Regions from separate parts of the Zea mays genome. Here all the other regions are linked to region 2. A link is a contact called in public Hi-C data. All regions are on one chromosome and are shown on one strand. The core of a region is the stretch at or near the end of the contact, and the rest is flanking DNA. Distances in the headings are between cores, read along the strand shown.

Region 1 (3,573 bases), core at 87-2,586, 330 kb after region 2:
TAGAGGAGGAGGAGGAGGAGGATGGCGTGCGGGAGCAGCAGCTGCAGTAGGCGCCACGACGAAACAGAACCTGCACACACACACGCAGTACAGATGATCAATTGATCAGTACGTACGTAAATCCAATTATTAAGAAACTTTGTGTTGGGTCGTCATGTGTGTATATATGTGGTAACTGGTAAATTAATGACGATGAATGGCACACAGAACTCGTGAAAACTGTGTGTGTTAGGATTACGAGCTGGTGCGCGACGAAATGAAAAATTGCCGTTTGGGGCCGACGACGAATCGTGTGATTACCGTGTGCGGGTGGAGACGCTGTGGAAGGCGGCGGCGCCGGCGGCGGGGCGATCCCCTGCTTCGAGCAGTCCGAGCCGAAGGAACCTGAGAGCAGTATTTTTATTATTATTATTAATCAAGGTTTAGGAATATACACGACGTACGCGGCGTGGCAAATTAAAAAGTAGTATAGCTCAAATGGCGAGCAGATGTATCGGCCACATACAGTTCTTGACGCAGGGGAGGTAGGTTTGGTCGAGGAAGTTGACGTATCCCGGCTGGCACTCACAGGTGTAGCTGAAGCCCTGGCCCTTCCTGCACTCGCCCAGGCCGCAGTCGATGATCACGCAGGCTGCACATATATAGCCATGCATAGAGAGAAGAGCATGCATGAGGGCTACGGTACCTGTACTAGCTAGTACATGCTGCTGTATATATACTCACGGTCCGTGAGGGGTATTCCTCTCAATGAGAAGAGGCTGAAGTTGTAGCACGAGGAGTCGAAGGTGCCTGCATGCATCAAGCAACGACAACAACAACACAGATGCATGGACGGTCGCGCGCAGGACGAGCTCTAGGTTCAATCGAGAGTACAGGTACTTACAGTCGGGTATGATGCAGGGCATGAAGGGCAGGACCGTTAGGTTGAGCAACTTCGGCTGGGACCAGCCCGGGTCGCAGGTGCACTTGTAGGAAGCCATGACCACGGGGAGGATCCCCGGCACCTCGCTGCAGGTGCCCTTGCCGCACTCGGCTGTGTCGCAGATGGTGCTACTGTCTGAACGTACATACACGGCGTCAGGAACTCATGGCCACCGCCACCATATAATAATATAGAGAAACGAACTCATGGTCCGACAATATAATATAATAACAGAGAAAAAAACGAGAACTCACCGGTTGTTGCTGCTGCTCCTGGCCTTGCTCCTGCCAGGGCTAGCAGCAGCAGCGCCGTCAGGAACAGCGCCAGATCTGGGCTCATGGCCACCGCCGCCATCTCGCCAACGATGGACGACGATGACGCAATGCAGGGACCGCGCCCGGGACGCAAGCTAGTTATGTATGCGCGCGCGAAGCCTTGGGTTTAACGACGCCGATCCGACCATGCGTAAGCGCCGCCGATCCATCTCGCAGCTGGCAAGGCAGCGCGACGGCGACATGTATTGGCTCCTGCTGGCCTCCTAGGACTTGTCACCTGGACTCGTTCGTTCGTTCGTCGTCGTACCCGTGAACAACCAGGCAAAGCGTTTGGACGCGTGGACGGTGCACCCGTGGAAAAACCTTCTGTTTTGGACATGAACCATGCCAACCGGCGGCCTGCACCAGACATCAATATCAATATAATGCTACGTACGTTTCCAAATAAGCGCCGCGGGCGCCAGTAATGTACACGGCCGGGTTCTAGACGCCTCTTGTGTCTATTGCTTATATATTACTAGCGTAAATTCACAACAGTAAAACATAAAATTTTCGACGGTCAAAGCCATCGAAAATAAGACCTAAACCTCGAGACATTACTTATTTTCAACAGCCGATGTCTTATATCCGACGGCAACTATCTCTCGATTGTAACGGGTTAGAAATAGCATTATTTCTGACGGCAGCCGTCGGAAATATCTATATCTGACGACCGTATAGAGTCGTCTTATTAGTATTATCTGACAGTTGTTGAAAATAAGTGATACGTCCGACGGTCGTCAAGAAAACCGTCAGATATAATGCGGCCGTAGAAGATTTCTCTGTCGTGATTCTAGTTTCCTTAGTTACCTTTTAAGTCTGATATTAATTCAAATATATACAAAATATACTAATATTTACAGTATCAAGAATAAGTATATAGTCAGACTACTTTTAATACCAAATTTCATGATAAAACCTACTTAGAGACAAACATATTATTATTTTTATAAGCTAAGTCAATTCCAAGAAATGTTGGATATGACCTTATCTCTATCTTCTTTGTCTATATAAATAGGTCCTACTTGTACCTAGTACTGACCACCACAAAATATATCTGTTTTCCCGTGTTTTTTCTCCACCTTAGGGGAGTTTTTTCACGTTAAACTATGTGTCTCTTTTTTCATCTGTGATTCTAACAATAGGTATCTAAAGCTAAGGTTTAGACACTTTATTCGCAGCCTCCGTCGGTTCTTCGTTCAGAAATAGATCGCACCTCGCCACCGGTAGTTCATCTGCTCGGAATTCGTCCATCTGCGGAAGATGCCGGGTATAGATCTACCGTCGTCCCTTGTGTGGGCCCTCATCGGTGCTCGTGTCTGTGGTACCCTCGCTGCGCTGCACTCCCCAGCAACCATGCCCCCCCCGCTGCGTTGCGCTGCGCTGCTCTGCTCTGCCCTGGAGCCTAGAGGATGCTATTGGCCTGTCCTCGCTGCGCTGCTCATCCTTGGAGGAGGAAGCTGACGGTTGTTGCAATCTAGGTTTACCTGAGAGCTCTTTGCACATCACGGACGGTCCAGCACCCGACCGCAGACCGTCCCATGTTCTACTGTGGACGGTCCGGTGTCGAGCCGACTCCATGGCCCATCACATTGTGTGCCATCCCTAGGGTTCGTTAGTATTTGGACCAAAAAGACCAATGTACTTTTTGGCGACTTCGATGGGGACGATTGTGTTTCAGATCTATCAAAATTGGCAACAAATGACTAGTTCTAAGGGTCACTCGGATATCTCATAGGACAACATCCTTAGGGTGACTCTCATGAGTTTGTCAGCCACTAAGCATAAGGAATTTGAAGACTGCATGTAGAAGTTAGACGAAGAGGACCATCGATGATAAGCTCAGCTTCGTGGGGAGGCAAAGTGGTAGTACCTCTCGCACTTCACGTTAGATCGCCCCAGAGGGTCATCCAGGAGAGGGAAGTGGAGGTCGTTTCCCTGATGACCTCATTGCACCCCTACTATAAGTAACATAGTGTCATCCCATATTTTCAATCTCCTAAAAAATATTTGGTGATTAGATTAAACTTGTGGTGAAGTCTATAGATAAAATTATGTGTGCACTAGAAAACATTCCCATGCCTAGTTGTCCTTCACATAGGTTGGGCACCGAAATACCTCCGCCAAACACATCGACAACAAATGATGTTTCTCAATCCTAGCCATATTATGGTATGCCAATGAATTCATAACCAGGGCAACTGCTGCAACCACCTGCACTCTACGATAGGTCGACATTGAGTATGCTTAGATAGTCTGAGTACAATCTCAGACCATCAGAACTTGCCACAAACTGTTCGACTCCATATGTCATACTGTCTGGTGCAGCGCTAATCT
Region 2 (3,626 bases), core at 123-2,622:
TTCAGAATCACCCAATGTTCTTGAAAAACTATGTATATATAGGAGTATATGTACTGATTAACTAGGTCCATGCATGATATGATGTTGGTCAGTGAAGGAAGATAGTTCATATACATGCATATGCTCGATCCTTTTTGTGACTAAATTAACAGGCTCGATCGATGGAACAGTCGTCGGCGGCAACCTGCTGGACCGATCGATCCCGTCTAGCTAGGTTTTCTCTCGATCCGTCCGGTGAGAGATTTAGGCTATTATATCCAGCATGCTTGTTAGTAAAAATGATCAGCGTTTACAATTACAGCAAAGCACGTCGTCCATGCATATATGCACGGTGATCATGAGATGAGATGTACCTGGAGAAGAGGATGCCGCAGTCGCAGCGGTACTCGCGCGTGCCACACCCCTTGACGTGCGCCTTCCAGTCCGACTGCACGGCGTAGCGCTTCCCGCAGCGCTCGCAGCACCACCGCTTCTCCCCGTGCTTCCGCGAGAAGTGCTTCTTGATCCCAGTCAAGTCCCCCAGAGCTCTGATGGATGGATGGATGGATGGATGGATGGATGGATGGATGGATGGATCGATGAGATGTTATGCTATGTCGCTAGCATTCCCTCGCATATATGCAGGAGCAGGACCGTGCATACGTACCTCGCCGGGTCGTGGTGCACGCACGTGGGCTCGGGGCAGACGTAGACGCGCTTACGCGGCGGCGTCGGCGCGGCCTCGCCCTGCTGCTGCTGCTGCCTGCCGCCGGAGCCTGCCGCCGCCGACGACGACGGGACGACGAGGCTGCTGCGCTGGCGGAGCTTCCAGGGGAGGTTGTGGCCCCGGCGGTGCAGCTGCAGGTTCTGGTCCCGCTGGAACCCCTTGTTGCAGATCTCGCACACGAACCGGTTCGTCGCCACCAGCGTGCGCGGCGACAGCGCGATCACCTCCGCGCCGGGGTCTTTTGGTTTTAATTTATTTGTAGCACATTGATTCATTAATTAGGTGCATCGGTCGGCGTGATTGGTCAGCCAATTAACTACTACGTACCTGGGTTCCCCGGCTGGCTTCTCTTCCTCTTGCCGCCGCCCGCGGCCTGCTTGTTGGTGAGCTCCTCGGCCGGCGGCTGCGGAGGTGGCGGCAGCGGCGCGGTGGCCGAGGCCGCCGGTGCGAGGAAGAGAGGGCTGAGGGCGTAGCTGGCCATGTCCCCGCCATAGGAGCTGGATCCAGTGGCCTCGTGGTCGTCAGACGAGAGATCAGAGAGCATCATCATCTGCATCGTCTGTCGTCGATCGCTAGCTAGCTAGCTACCCGCTGCTGTCCCCTGCGCTTGTCTCTCTCTGTTTCTTGGTCTTCTCTCTTGCAGTTCTGGCCGGCCGCCGGGCTAAGCTTTAGCTAGCTACTGATCCCCTCTCTACTTCCTAGCTTCTATATATAGTAGACCCATGTGGTTCTGTGGTCTCAGCTAGCTCAGTGCTTCTAGTGCTGTCCAAGCGTGATTATTTGAGAGAGGAGAGGAGGGCAATCAGATTATTATTATTGTATTATTGCAGGAGAGGATCGGGGAAAAAAGGCGTCAGGGGGAGGCAGCAGTGCACTGCAGTCTGCAGGCGGTTTGGCGTTGCCCTCTGCAGGCGCAGTTGCTGCAGCTAGCCAGGGCAAGGCGGGCAACATACGTGTAGAGAGAGATGCTGCAATCGAGTGCACTCCCTCTGCAGGTCCAAAAAGCCACGCCCATCCATCCAGCCAGACGTGCTATTGCTATGCCCCTCCCTCTCTTTTTTCCCCCCTTTAGTTTCTGCATCTATCTTTTTATCAATGGCAGCTAGCATGCATGCAATGACGACATGTGGTGTGGAGTGGTACAACCTGAGCAGCTGTGTCATTGGAGTATTTAGACCAACTCCAGCAGACTCCCTCTCCGTATCCGTATTTAGCACGGCCAACAGTTTCTCTCTCCTCTCCGTATCCGTCTCCGTTTCCAGCAGACTCCGTATTTGCACTCCGCATGCAGTCTATGACAACTGGGGCCCGCGAGCAGGAGGGGGCGCATGCAGTCTTGTGCGGAGAGGAGAGAGAAACCGTGGAAAAGGAGAGTGCAGGTACACTGCGTGTGTTTTGCGGAGACGGATGCGAAGGCTGCTGGAGAGCGAAATAGTGACTCAGAGCGTGTATAATAGGGATACGGAGTGGGATAGCCAGTGCTGCTGGAGTTGGTCTTACTTGCCTTATTACCACCAGGCGATGAAAATGTACGTATTAGTAAAGAAAAAAAAGGCCTAACATATATATACATGCACACAGACCATTGAGGCATTGGCAAAAGCAAGCTAGCACCAACCAACCTTTAGTTTTTCTTAGTAACTGATGAGCTCGACATAGGGAGTATTCCTACTATCTTTGTGTGCGCAAAGTAGTTGAGCTCATTCTTGTGTGTGTGTGTGTGGCTGGCCTGCGACTGTGCAAAACTGAGGTGCAACTGAAAAGGAAGTTGCCTATGTTTTACACACCTCTAAGCTAGCTAGCTAGACAGCAGGGACTAGTTCACTTTCTGTTTGCAGTGAGCCAGCTGCTAGCCTTTCACCACAAGCTAATGCTCAGATTGGTTGTATGTTTCTGCATGCAGTACGTGGGTGTCAGTCAGTCAGTCAGCCAGTCACGCACACATGTAGCTAGGTTAATTAGCAGAAGAATTAATTTAAGCCATCAGCAAACCAATAAAAAAAGAAACATTATTAGCCTTTATCACTACTGCTTTATACTTTTCGATCCCTGCTTCTAATAATCTCGTCTGGATCGGAGCTCTGGTTCCGCCTGCCTGCCTGCCCTGCAGTCAGAGATGACCAATGGAATTGGAGAAAGGGCACACACAAAAAAAAAGAGTGGGCAAATGGTGGAGGGAACACCGGCCGAGCATGCATCGCACACACCGTACCAGGGGATCAAACTCTCACCGTACAGTGAAAGCAAAAGTTGCACAACCACTCACTCATTCACTGACCCTCTTCCCATCAGGTTTTCATCTGTGCCCCCCGTCACCTGGGCTGCTCATCGATCGATCTGCATACACGCCTAGCTAGCTAGTGACTGACGTTCAAAGGCAGCTTTCTGTTTATCCTTACTTGCAGTTGCAGGTACTACGTGCCGTGCATCTTGATGCGCAGGTACGGTTTGTGTGTGTGTGTGTGTGTGTGTGTGTGTGTGTTAGAAAAGGCTGTCTAGGGCTCCAAAGTCCGCTCTTTAGCCTAGCCTTGTTTGTCTCTAGTTCGTTTCCTCTCTAAGTCCTCTCTCCTTTTTTTCTGCAGGCTTGATCAGTCCTAAACAAGCAGGTTTCTTTCCCTCGCTCCATCTTTTTTTTTCTCTGAATCTATCTCCCGATGCATCATGCTGCTTGCTTTTTAAGCCTGCCAGCCCATGCAAGAAAGAGAAAAAAAATTGTGCTTTGAGGGACGCCGCGATGGTACGTACTACTGGGTTTATAATTCCTTGCTTGCTGCTTTAATCTTTTCCTTCTTTTTTGTCTCTCCTTTTTCTTATTCCATCCACGCTTTTGGTCCAAAGATATATGGTGTGCTAAACCAGCCCCACTGATGAGAATTTTTTTTGGGCGGGGGACCCCCTTTCGTTCCCTTAATTCCTCCCC
Region 3 (3,303 bases), core at 466-2,965, 410 kb after region 2:
AATGTTACAATCTGCTAACTGAAACAATTAAAGAAGGATCATAAATACTTTATCCTAGACTGACCCAAAAATACCACAAAAACATACCATTCTTTGTTTTTCTAACTTGAAGGGAGTAAACCTCTCTGAATCCCTATCCAATATTCGAACAAACATCCAGCCTTGACTGACTTCCTAATCATTATGAAGACCTTTGGGTAAGCTTCATGTTCTGAGGCACTTAAAGCTGGATACAAGACAAGCAAGGTGATAACTAATAATCTCAACCTCGAAGTGCCTCAATTTTTCTAAAACAAGCGGAAGACAGCTATGATGGTTCACAAGATGAAGCCCTTGAGAGTGTTACTTGCTATGAAAGCTTAAGCTAACAAGTAAGCTAGACAAGCTATTTTTTCTCGAACACGTAGGAGAACTATACATCATTATATTAAGAGAAAAGGAAGAGTCTAAGCTAGACAAACCAAAGATTACTAACTAACACAGCCACCTTCTGGTGGCCAAAAACACCAATACACAAAAGGATCCATGAATCTAGATAAAAAACAGATCAACCATCTAAACTCAACTAAAGACCGAGAATAGGGGTAGTTCGAAGGATAGCTCCATAGCCCCTACTAGCCCCCAAACATCCTTCTCTTGATTAGCTTTTTTGAGTCACATTCAGGTTTGGAGCCTGCCTATCAAAAATACAGTTATTTTAGTGCTTCCATAGAGTCCAGGCTCCAAGGATAATTAGGGAATTCAGCCCCTGCTTAGCTACACCACTAACTTGGCTGATGGCTCATAACCACCAATCCATGAAGCTGCCATCATGATATTAATAACTGGTTTATGATGATCATCATGTGGGACTTGTGATTTGTACAAAAATTACAACACATCTTCCTAATAACCAAGTGGCATCTGCTGTTGAAGCAGCAACTCAATAGTGTTAGTTATCCTATCCAGTAAAAGTGCCAACTACTTGGTGAGCTTCCCACAGTTCTACTGGCAATCACATTGTAGGAAAATTTTATTCTTCAAGCATACCTACTACTCTTTGAATTTGAACTTGAATTTTCACAAGATAAGACATTTGAAACCAAGCACATTGGAACCAAAATTAGATTACGGGCCAAACTTCAGTTATGCAACGCTATGCCTGATCTTCAGTTTGATTCACAAAACCAAGCTAAAATTTGCAAGCTTTTATGAGCACACTCACAGGCCTGCGGCAGGAGCCCCTTCTCATGCACCACTCCTCCTGCTCAATCCGACACCGTGTCAAGGAAAGGAGGAAGCTAAAGCAATCTCCAAGCCAAAACCACCAAGTGCGAAGAAGACAAAGAGTACCCCAGTTTTGTAGCCTCCGGTTCTTGAGGGTTTTCCACTTGGGCGCCGGTGCCTGGTAAATCTGCGCCGAAGAAGTCACCGCCGCCGCGTCAAAATACAGTGGGATCGAGAGAGAAAGAAACAAAAACGAATAAAAGGAGACGAGATTTGCCGATTTGATGCGTGCAGTACATGGTGGAGGAGCTGTGATTGCTCGGAGTGGGAGATGAAGTCGGGGACATAGAATAGGGTGGGGATGGCCCCGACGGTGTAGTCGGCGAGGCTTCTCAAGGCCAACGCCGTGGGGGGGCTCTCCTGCTCCCCGGCGGCTGCCGTGTGTTGGGTCGTCGTGTGCTCCATTGCTGTTGCTGGTGCTGGCGGATGCAGTTCGAGGTTACTTGAGGGGTCGTCGTGTGGCGTGGGCCACAGGTAGGCGTTGCATTTGACTAACAGTTAGGATCAGACCACCCCCAGCCCAACTTGAGAGCACGGCCCATCCCATCTCAATTCCCAATACAGTTATTAGTTAGGAAAAGATCCAAATTACTTCCCTCGTCTATTAACATTGTTCACATAATCCTTAAAAGTATTTTTAGTACATTTTTTACCTTCACTTTTTTTAGTTGATTCAATTTACCCTTTAACAAAATTTGTCTTTTTTCATTTTATGTACAAACTGAGTTTTATATTCAAATTCTGTTGGCTATTAGCTAATAGCATAATTTAGTCTAAAAATATAATATATATTGTATAATTATTTTGATAGGTTAGAGATCAGATAATATAATAACATTATTGGTACAAAACTAAATATAAAATAATGATAAAATTTCTTAATATATTTCCTAAAATAATGATGAAAAATTATCCAATTAAAAGTTAAATTTCAAGTTCATAATTTCTGAGGTGATTGAAGACACCATAATAGAAAATGTATTAAAAAATTCATAATTATTTTATATTTAGTTTTGTACTAATAATGTTATTATCTTATCTGATTCCTATCAAAATAATTATAAAAATTTATAATATATTTTGATGGCTAAATTATGATATTAGTTACTAACCAACAAAAAATAAATTGAAAACTTAGTTTGTACATAAAGAAATAAAAAATATAAATTTTGTAAAGGTGTAAATTGAACCAACTCAATGGAGTGGTGGGGTAAATTAAACGAAAAATATTTTTTCCTATTAGTTATTATTAATCGACATTCGCTTTCGTCTTTGCCGCCAAATCACCGGCCCAACATGAGACACGGGGCATCATATCACTATTGCGAGCGAGTCCTCACCAAAGGTCCTCAGAACTAATAAACCCTAGTTGTTTCCAAGTTTGATATCAGGAATAAAAAATCAAACTTCAGTCAAAAGCCTCCATGGACTGAAGGAGGAGGCAGGGTGAACCAGATTAAGCATCCTAGAATGACCCAAGCTCAACTTCAGTGTTGTGGAAGCGAAGGAGAGGAAAGACATACATGACACGCTCGTGGGAAAAAACAAGATTGCCCTAATTATGTTTTGTATATCATATGTATAGCAATCAAGGGTGTTGATGTATTTTCATATGAAGGTGTGTACGTATGGATGAAAACAGTCGGTAAACACTAAAACCGTTATTGTTATCATATTTTTATCGGGAATGAAATCAGAAACGGTAACTCTAGAAACGGAAACGGTATCGGTATTGGAAACATCGAAAACGAAAGTTCGGTATGGAAAATACACTCGTAACGATCGAAATTTAAAATACAATTAGTAAATATATCAATATAAAAATATCTCAGTATAACAAGTTCACAATACGACAAAGTTTACGAAGATCACAAAGACCATAAATTCACAATTCACAATATAACAAGTTCGCAATATAACACGTTCATAAAGATCACAAATTCATAATATAACAAATTCACAAGTTCGCAATATAACATGTTCACAAAGATCACAAATACATAATATAACAAGTTCACAATATATCGAGTTCACAAA

The links. A called contact is a pair of places that touch in the nucleus more often than the background predicts.
Region 1: a contact with region 2 is called in a Hi-C map of ear, with 3 times the contacts expected there. The contact joins the promoter of LOC100279121 here to the promoter of LOC541693 in region 2. A contact is called at or near these places in 3 of 25 Hi-C or Micro-C datasets (ear, endosperm and leaf).
Region 3: a Hi-C map of leaf shows a contact between it and region 2, with 5 times the contacts expected there. The contact joins the promoter of LOC100193159 here to the promoter of LOC541693 in region 2. A contact is called at or near these places in 7 of 25 Hi-C or Micro-C datasets (ear, leaf, root tip and 1 more) and 1 of 3 datasets of contacts at active chromatin or transcription factors (leaf).

Annotation. Positions count from the first base shown.
Region 1 is chr1:245,577,387-245,580,959 of Zm-B73-REFERENCE-NAM-5.0, forward strand. It overlaps LOC100279121, which reads right to left and starts at 1,337. Exons shown (of 6, transcript NM_001152162.2): 1 at 1,177-1,337; 2 at 884-1,057; 3 at 724-789; 4 at 506-631; 5 at 301-384; 6 at 1-70. The coding sequence starts at 1,276.
Region 2 is chr1:245,249,880-245,253,505 of Zm-B73-REFERENCE-NAM-5.0, forward strand. It overlaps LOC541693 (indeterminate growth 1), which reads right to left and starts at 1,373. Exons shown (of 4, transcript NM_001111439.2): 1 at 1,034-1,373; 2 at 647-944; 3 at 354-527. The coding sequence starts at 1,262.
Region 3 is chr1:245,659,792-245,663,094 of Zm-B73-REFERENCE-NAM-5.0, forward strand. It overlaps LOC100193159, which reads right to left and starts at 1,716. Exons shown (of 7, transcript NR_153803.1): 1 at 1,504-1,716; 2 at 1,030-1,393; 3 at 88-174.